2 separate regions of the Mus musculus genome follow, and region 1 is linked to region 2. A link is a contact called in public Micro-C data. All regions are on one chromosome and are shown on one strand. The core of a region is the stretch at or near the end of the contact, and the rest is flanking DNA. Distances in the headings are between cores, read along the strand shown.

Evidence for each region. A called contact is a pair of places that touch in the nucleus more often than the background predicts.
Region 1: a Micro-C map of embryonic stem cells shows a contact between it and region 2, with 2.9 times the contacts expected there. The contact joins the promoter of Lag3 here to the enhancer-like site in region 2. A contact is called at or near these places in 3 of 39 promoter capture datasets (the C10 cell line, cranial neural crest and frontonasal cranial neural crest), 3 of 484 Hi-C or Micro-C datasets (the N1E-115 cell line and embryonic stem cells) and 1 of 115 datasets of contacts at active chromatin or transcription factors (pancreatic cancer cells).

Annotation. Positions count from the first base shown.
Region 1 is chr6:124,910,244-124,913,775 of GRCm38.p6, forward strand. It overlaps Lag3 (lymphocyte-activation gene 3), which reads right to left and starts at 1,462. Exons shown (of 8, transcript NM_008479.2): 1 at 1,051-1,462; 2 at 521-668; 3 at 1-153. The coding sequence starts at 1,108. Ptms (parathymosin) reads right to left here. Exons shown (of 5, transcript NM_026988.2): 5 at 3,432-3,532.
Region 2 is chr6:124,477,075-124,480,228 of GRCm38.p6, forward strand. No RefSeq gene overlaps it. Among named protein-coding and RNA genes, the nearest start is that of Clstn3, 14 kb to the left of the region's middle. Within about 2 kb of position 1,472, at least 111 of the 459 cell types and tissues checked have an H3K27ac peak or open chromatin away from gene starts, as enhancers often do. A contact at or near this core is called in the N1E-115 cell line, embryonic stem cells and pancreatic cancer cells, where this site is marked.

The DNA of each region.
Region 1 (3,532 bases), core at 212-2,711, 430 kb after region 2:
TCCTCCAGCTGCACGTGGGGATGCAGGGGCTGCCTCCCGCTGCGCAGGCCTCCTGGAGCCACGCTCAGCACCGTGTAGCGACCGGGTGCGGGTTGTCTAGGCGAGGGCATCCCCTGGTGAAGGTCAAGGGCCGGGATGGGAGTGGGTTGGCCACTGGTTGGGGAGAGAGAATAGGATTGAGAAATTTGATAAGGCCACGAAGAAGATGCACTCAAGCATGCTTTGAGGATAAAGTTAACCTGCCTAAGAGACCTCTTGACCGTCAGCAGCCTCCCCTCTCCCCCATAACTACCCCTGTCCCCACTTCCGTTGGTCTTCAGCACTATCTGCTACTGGAGAGGTGGGGCACTACAGGATGCCGGTGTGTGGGGAGCAATCCACAGGAAGGCTGTGTGGTTTTAGAGGACACTGAGCTACTGGCTTTAGAGGGGCTCACAAAGAGGACAAAACTGGCTTGGACAGGGTTTTATCCATTAGGACAGGATTGGGAGGTTCTGTTGTTCAACTTTGGAGTTCATACCTGTCTGGTTGATGTTGCCAGATAACCCCTCCTCTTCGTAGAAAGTTAGGATCCAGGTTGGGGGATTTGAGGCTGCAGGGAAGATGGACGGGAGCTCCCTCCTGGGCCCACACCACGGGGAGCTCTTTCCCAGGCCCTGAAGACACAACTAGTGGAACAAAAGAGAGGCCAAGGGCATTGAGCCAAGAGATTGGAGAATAGAGAAATGCCCTGGCTTTCCTAAGAAAGAAACATCATGCCTCCCTGTTGAAGGGAGGCTGAGGCAGCTTTGGGATCTGCCCTTATACAAAGTGATGGTGCACGCCTCTAATCCCAGCACTGGGGAGGCAGAGGCAAGTGGATCACTATAAATTCAAGGCCAGCCTGGTCATCAGAGCCAGTCCCAGGACAGCCAGGGCAACACAAAGAAACCCTGTCTCAAAACACACACACACACACACACACACACCCCTCCCCTCAACAAAAGCATTGGAATATCACCACAGCTAAAGAGACAGCCATAGAGGTCCCTGCTGGACTCTCCACCTTACCTGGAGCTTCCCAAAGCAGTCCCAGAAGCAAAAAGCCAAGGAGCAGGTCCTCCCTCATCTCCTCTATGGCCCGGGCCTCCCCAGCCCTCCAAGGGAGGTTAGAAAAAGGTCCTGGGAGGAGAGAGAGACAGACAGACAGACAGACACACACACACACACAGAGAGAGAGAGAGAGAGAGAGAGAGAGAGAGAGAGAGAGAGAGAGAAGTTCTACAAGGAGGAGGTGAGGCGGAGGGAAAGAATGTAGGGTGAAGAGGACGCCCCAGGAGTGGGGACTGGAGACAGCAGGATGGATAATGATCAGAGGCCCGGGCTGGGACCCAGAGCAGAGTGCAGGCAAACCCACTGCAGCTAGCTAGAACTTGAGCTGCTCCTCCAGACCCAGTCCTTCTGCTTCTCCTCCCCACTGCCCGCCCCCCCAGACCAAGGCGCGGGGTTTCGCTTCGCAGTGGAAAGTGTGAGGGGGCTGATTCCCAGCAGCCGAGCCCTCCTCTCGGTGGTGGCACTCCCCTTGTTTACTTCCTCAGACTCGGGTCTCCCTACCGCCCCCTCTTCACCTCTTCCCCCTCTGTCTCCTCTCTCTCTCTCTCTCTCTCTCTCTCTCTCTCTCTCTCTCTCTCTCTCTGCCAAGCATTTCTGCCTAGAACTACAGCTGTATCTTTAAGCTTCCTCTACTGTCCCCACAGTTTCTTCTTGACTTGCTCTTTCCCATTAACACTGAAAAAAAAAAAAAAAAAAGCCACTGTCCTACAGTCTGCCTGCCTAGCCTTTCAGCATCTCTTGGACAGGTACTCAAGAAGTGTCACCATACCACAAGTTACCAGATCTGGGTAAGGGCTCAGTGGAAAAGTATAGTAGCCACACGGTGTTAACCTTCATTCTATGCTACATATAACTGTATTATACATTTTCCGTAAAGCAACTTGTGAAACTTGATGCGCGCCCCTTTTTGTACAGATTTCGGGACTTGAGGCTCACAGGCATTAAATAACTTGCCAACATTAGGAAGCATGAAGGCAAAAGCTGTCTAGTCCTTAACCCTACTTGCATTATGGGATGGCCTTTCATCTTCTAGGAAGATGACACTGAGAAACTTGGTTTTATGTGTGTGTGTGGGGGGGGGGGGGAGTTCGAGACAGGGTTTCTCTGTGTATTCCGGCTGTCTTGAAACTCACTTTGTAGACCAGGCTGGCCTTGAACTCAGAAATGCGCCTGCCTCTGCCTCCTGAGTGCTGGGATTAAAGGCATGCACCACCTACCACATTCGGCTGGGAAACTTGTTTTAGATGTCTACTTTTATTTATGTGTCTGTATACATAAATTCCCCACCCTGTGTGAATGCTCAGAGGCCTGAAGAGGGTGTCAGATTCCTTGGAACTGGAGTTACAGGTGTTTTGGGAGCCGCCCCATCTGGATGCTCGACATCAAACCTAGGTCTTCTTGAAAGGCAACAAGCACTCATAACTGCAGAACGGCCTTTCCAGCCCTGACAATAGGATGTTTTCCTGTCTTCAAAACCTCCCTCCTCCCCAAGATTCTGTACTTTAAGAAAAAAATGAAGGCAAGGGTCTATGGAGATGGAATAATGCAGGAATCTTATAGCAAGGAAAACTCAAGAGAGACCAAGGTGTCAGCAACAGTGGCATGTGTAAGTCAAGATTTTGGAAGGTGGGGTGAATTGAAGCTGGCTTGCTTGGGCCCATGAGTTCAGGGTCATCCCTGGCTACAAAGTAGATGCTATGCCAACAAAATGAAACTTAAAATAAAAAGGGAAAAAGACCTTTAATCCCAGTACTTACTAGGCAGAGGCAGGTGGCTTTATGTGAATTTCAGACCAGCCAGGGCTGCGTAGTAAGACTATAAAACAAGAGGAACTGAGGCAGGCTAGAGGAACCCAACAACCTTTGCTCCCCAGCTCAGCTGAGCTGAGAAAATGAAGACGATGACAAGGAGACAGGCCTGATAACTAACTCTGGAGTCTTTTGCCGCCCATGTATGAGAACTCTGCTTCCCACGAGTCAAAAATGTGTCCATGCTTGGGAGTTCTCTTTCCAAACTCTAGGTTGAGACATGGGCCTAACAGCCTCTTCCACCTTGGGGGCAGGACTTCCTGTTTCTATCTGCCTGGTTCAGCACAATGGAGCTGGAAGCTTTCCACTGGGCTCAGCAGAGTCTAGATCTTACGTGAGTTAACATGATATAGTGTGCACTGCTGAGGAGAAACCTCCCCAGGAGCCCAAAAACAGGACGTATGTCAGCCCCCAGAGGAAGACCTTGAGCTCCCACTCCGAGGACTGGCCATGTCTCTTATAATCTGGGTATGAGGTCAGCCACGCCCTCTACACCCTTTCATGCACTGACCGGACTGCGGGAAAGCAGGAGACGGGTTAAAAACAGAAGCGCGACCGTTTCTTTATTAAATTATACAAAAAGGGGAGGGGGCAGCTTCGGGGCTTGGCCCCAACCCCAGCCCCACCCCGGC
Region 2 (3,154 bases), core at 222-2,721:
TGGTGCAGGGTGTAATCGAACCCCCTCCAGTTGACAAGCCATCCACCTAGGCAGTGGATAGAGGAACCTTTCCTGAAGATGTTCACTGCAAGATGAAGGTCCACACACAGCTGTTCGGATGTGGGTGGTTAAGTTTAGACTTTTTTTTTTTTTTTTAAAGACAATCTTTTCATGGAAGACACACACTGTGATTGGCCTTCAGGAGGCTAGAAGGTCATTCTTCCCGAGTTTTCTCTAGGCTGCTCTGCCATGTGCCTCTTCATCAGCTCCTTGGGTCTTTTAAATCTTTTTCTAAGCCCCACCTCCTCCTGTGTTTGATTTCCCTATGGGTATTGATCTGTCCAATCCTGTAACTATGGAGAACGAGTGCCTTCAGACTCTAGAAATGATCCCTGAAATGTTGTCCTTGAAGGTCCCTTCACAGGCCATCTCCTCCCACAATGCATCCGCTGGGGGGTGGCCAGAGTGACAGAGAAAACAGAAAAGAAGTGAAACTGTCATTGCCAAGGCTGTGGCCCTCTGGAAGGTTCCCCCACCAGCTCTCATTTCCAGTGCTCGCTCCCCAGCGGGTGACCTGTTTTGAAGGCTGTAGTGCACTGGTTCTCAGTGTGGGGGTCAAATGACCCCTTCCCAGGGGTTGCCTAAGACTGTCAGAAAACATGTTTATATTACATTCCGTTACAGTAGCAGAATTACAGTAGAATGCAGTAGCATTGAAAATAACTTTATGGTTGGGGGGTCACCACAACACACGGAACTGTATTAAAGGGTCACGGCATTAGGAAGGTTGAGAACCGCTGCTATAAATAACGTCTTTAGGAGGTGGTGTGTGACTGGTGGGAGCTTTTGAGTGGTACGCCCACTGCTTTCTCTGCCCACCCCATGTCTGCTGCAGGGTGAGCAGGCACGGCCCCGTGCTTCCACCACCACAGGTCAAACCACACCTCTACACTTTCCCACCATAGCAGGCCCAATCCCTCTGAAACTAAAGCCAAAGGAAAGTTTTCCTCCACTAAGTTGTTCCGGCTTGGTATTTTATCTCCATGGTGATAAGAGTAACAAACGTGGTTGAAAAGCAACTCTGGCGACTTTGCTTATTTTCCTGTCTTGCGTAACTTCTGACTCCGGAGTGTCTTATGGAGACGGCCATGTGGTAAGGAACAGGGACCACATCTTAGAAACAGACCTCCTGCCCAGTCAGGCTTGCAAGTGCCTCAAACCCGGAGCAGTTGAAGCCTATTAGGGACCCTGAGGCTAGACTGCCTAACTGCTCCTGACCCCAGCAACTGTGTAAAATGATACGTGACCTTCGTCTTAATCTGAGGGAAGGGACAATCGGTTACACAACAGATAACTAATATTTGAATTCCATCACATTTGGCTCATTGCCAGCCTCAGGAGTTACCAAACCAGCAAGGGTGGAGATGACTTGGGGTGGTAATCACGTGGAAACCACCAAAGGCTGCAACCTTCTCTCTCCCTCACTGGAACCGCAGACACCAGTCTCTCTTTGAGTTCACGGAGACTTTACCCTCTCGAGGCTTTTGAAAAAAGTCCCTTCCCCCTTCCTTCTGCAAGCTCCGTCTGCCCCAGTGATGTTAGAGGTCCCAGGTCCTCCCGTAGTGGCAAAAGGGGCGTCCAGCGTTTCAGATGGCTCCCGATCCCTCATGCATGTGTGCTCCTGCTCTATGGCATCAGCAGGACTCAGCGAACATCGGAGTCTTCAGAGAGAGGGTGGGCAGAGATGCAACCTCAGATGGCAACCAGTCAGAAATTCCACAAGGGGTGGAACGCTGAATTAGAAATGGTGGTGCCCTAACAAAGGCTTGTGATGCCAGAGAGGGTGAGGAAAATGTTATAAGCACTTGACTTATAGCACAGGTCTCAGTGCCATAAGCAGTGTCTTCAGCCTGGCAACAGGGACTTGCACTGTCAGCTAACAGGTGCATAGCACCCACCAGAGCCATATCTGCCATCTTCCAGGACCCTGTTACCAAATGATAGACCCTCCGTGAGCACCAGCTGGGCAGGCTACTCATCCACTCTCAGGGCTGCTCCTTCCAACAAAAGGTTCCTATCAAGGAGTGATGGGTGTGTCTGGTCAGAAGGGCATAGTGCCTGAGAAGTAGGGAGAATTTATTTTGGCTTGTGGTTCCCGGGATATCAGTCCTTTAATAGTAAGGTAGGTATGAAAACTAGAATGGCTTGATCTGTGGCAGTGTGAGTGTGTGGCACGGCTTGTTCACATGTAGGGAGATCACAAATTAGATATAGTCTTCAAGCCTCCAGCCTTACCTGTCCCACTTATGCTGGCTAATCTACATCACACATCCCAAAGGTTTCCTAGCCTTCCCAAACTATCATCATGGGGGGGCCATGTTCTCAAACACATGGTCCTGTGGGGAACAATTACACCCTAACTATAATAGCACCCAGCAATGGGCAGACATGTATTGCTGGTTAGAACCCACACTATAGAATCACACATGGGAGCAGGGCTGCATCACTGGCCTCAGCTCCCACCCTCAGATCCTAGGCCCACCCATCTACCACCTTCTCTTCCTCAATGAGATCAATGCTACTTCCCCGCTCTGGACCACACCCACATAAGGACCTAAGTTGGAGCTGATAGGCCAGGCCCTGCAGTCAGTCCTGAGCATGTCAAAATTTACAGGATAAAGTACTTCCCTCAAGGATCTAGTCCTGTGGGAAAGACAAACAAGTGGACAGGTATTCAGATATGCTTGAGTGCCTAATAAACACAGGTGAAGTAAGGTCGCCCTGAGCCAGGCCTCCCAGGGGACTAAGCAAGGAGAGAAGTAATAATGACAGTGGCTGGCTGACCATGAACGCTATTTGCCAGGTGCCACCACACACACATAAATAAAAATTATTTTATTTTTAAAAGAGCCCTGTCACAGCTGGGCCCAGTGGTGCACCTGAGAGGGAGGGGGGCCACAAGTCTTGATCATTCTCTGCTGCATAATAAGCTTGGGCCACCACAAATATGTTAGACCTGTATGGGGTCAGGGAGAGACGGGGTGTGTGTGTGTAAAGAATTGCCTTTCTGTGCCGGGTGTGGTGGCAATCCCAGCACTCGGGAGGCAGAGGCGGGCAGATTTCTGAGTTCGAGGCCAGCCTGGTCTACAGAGTG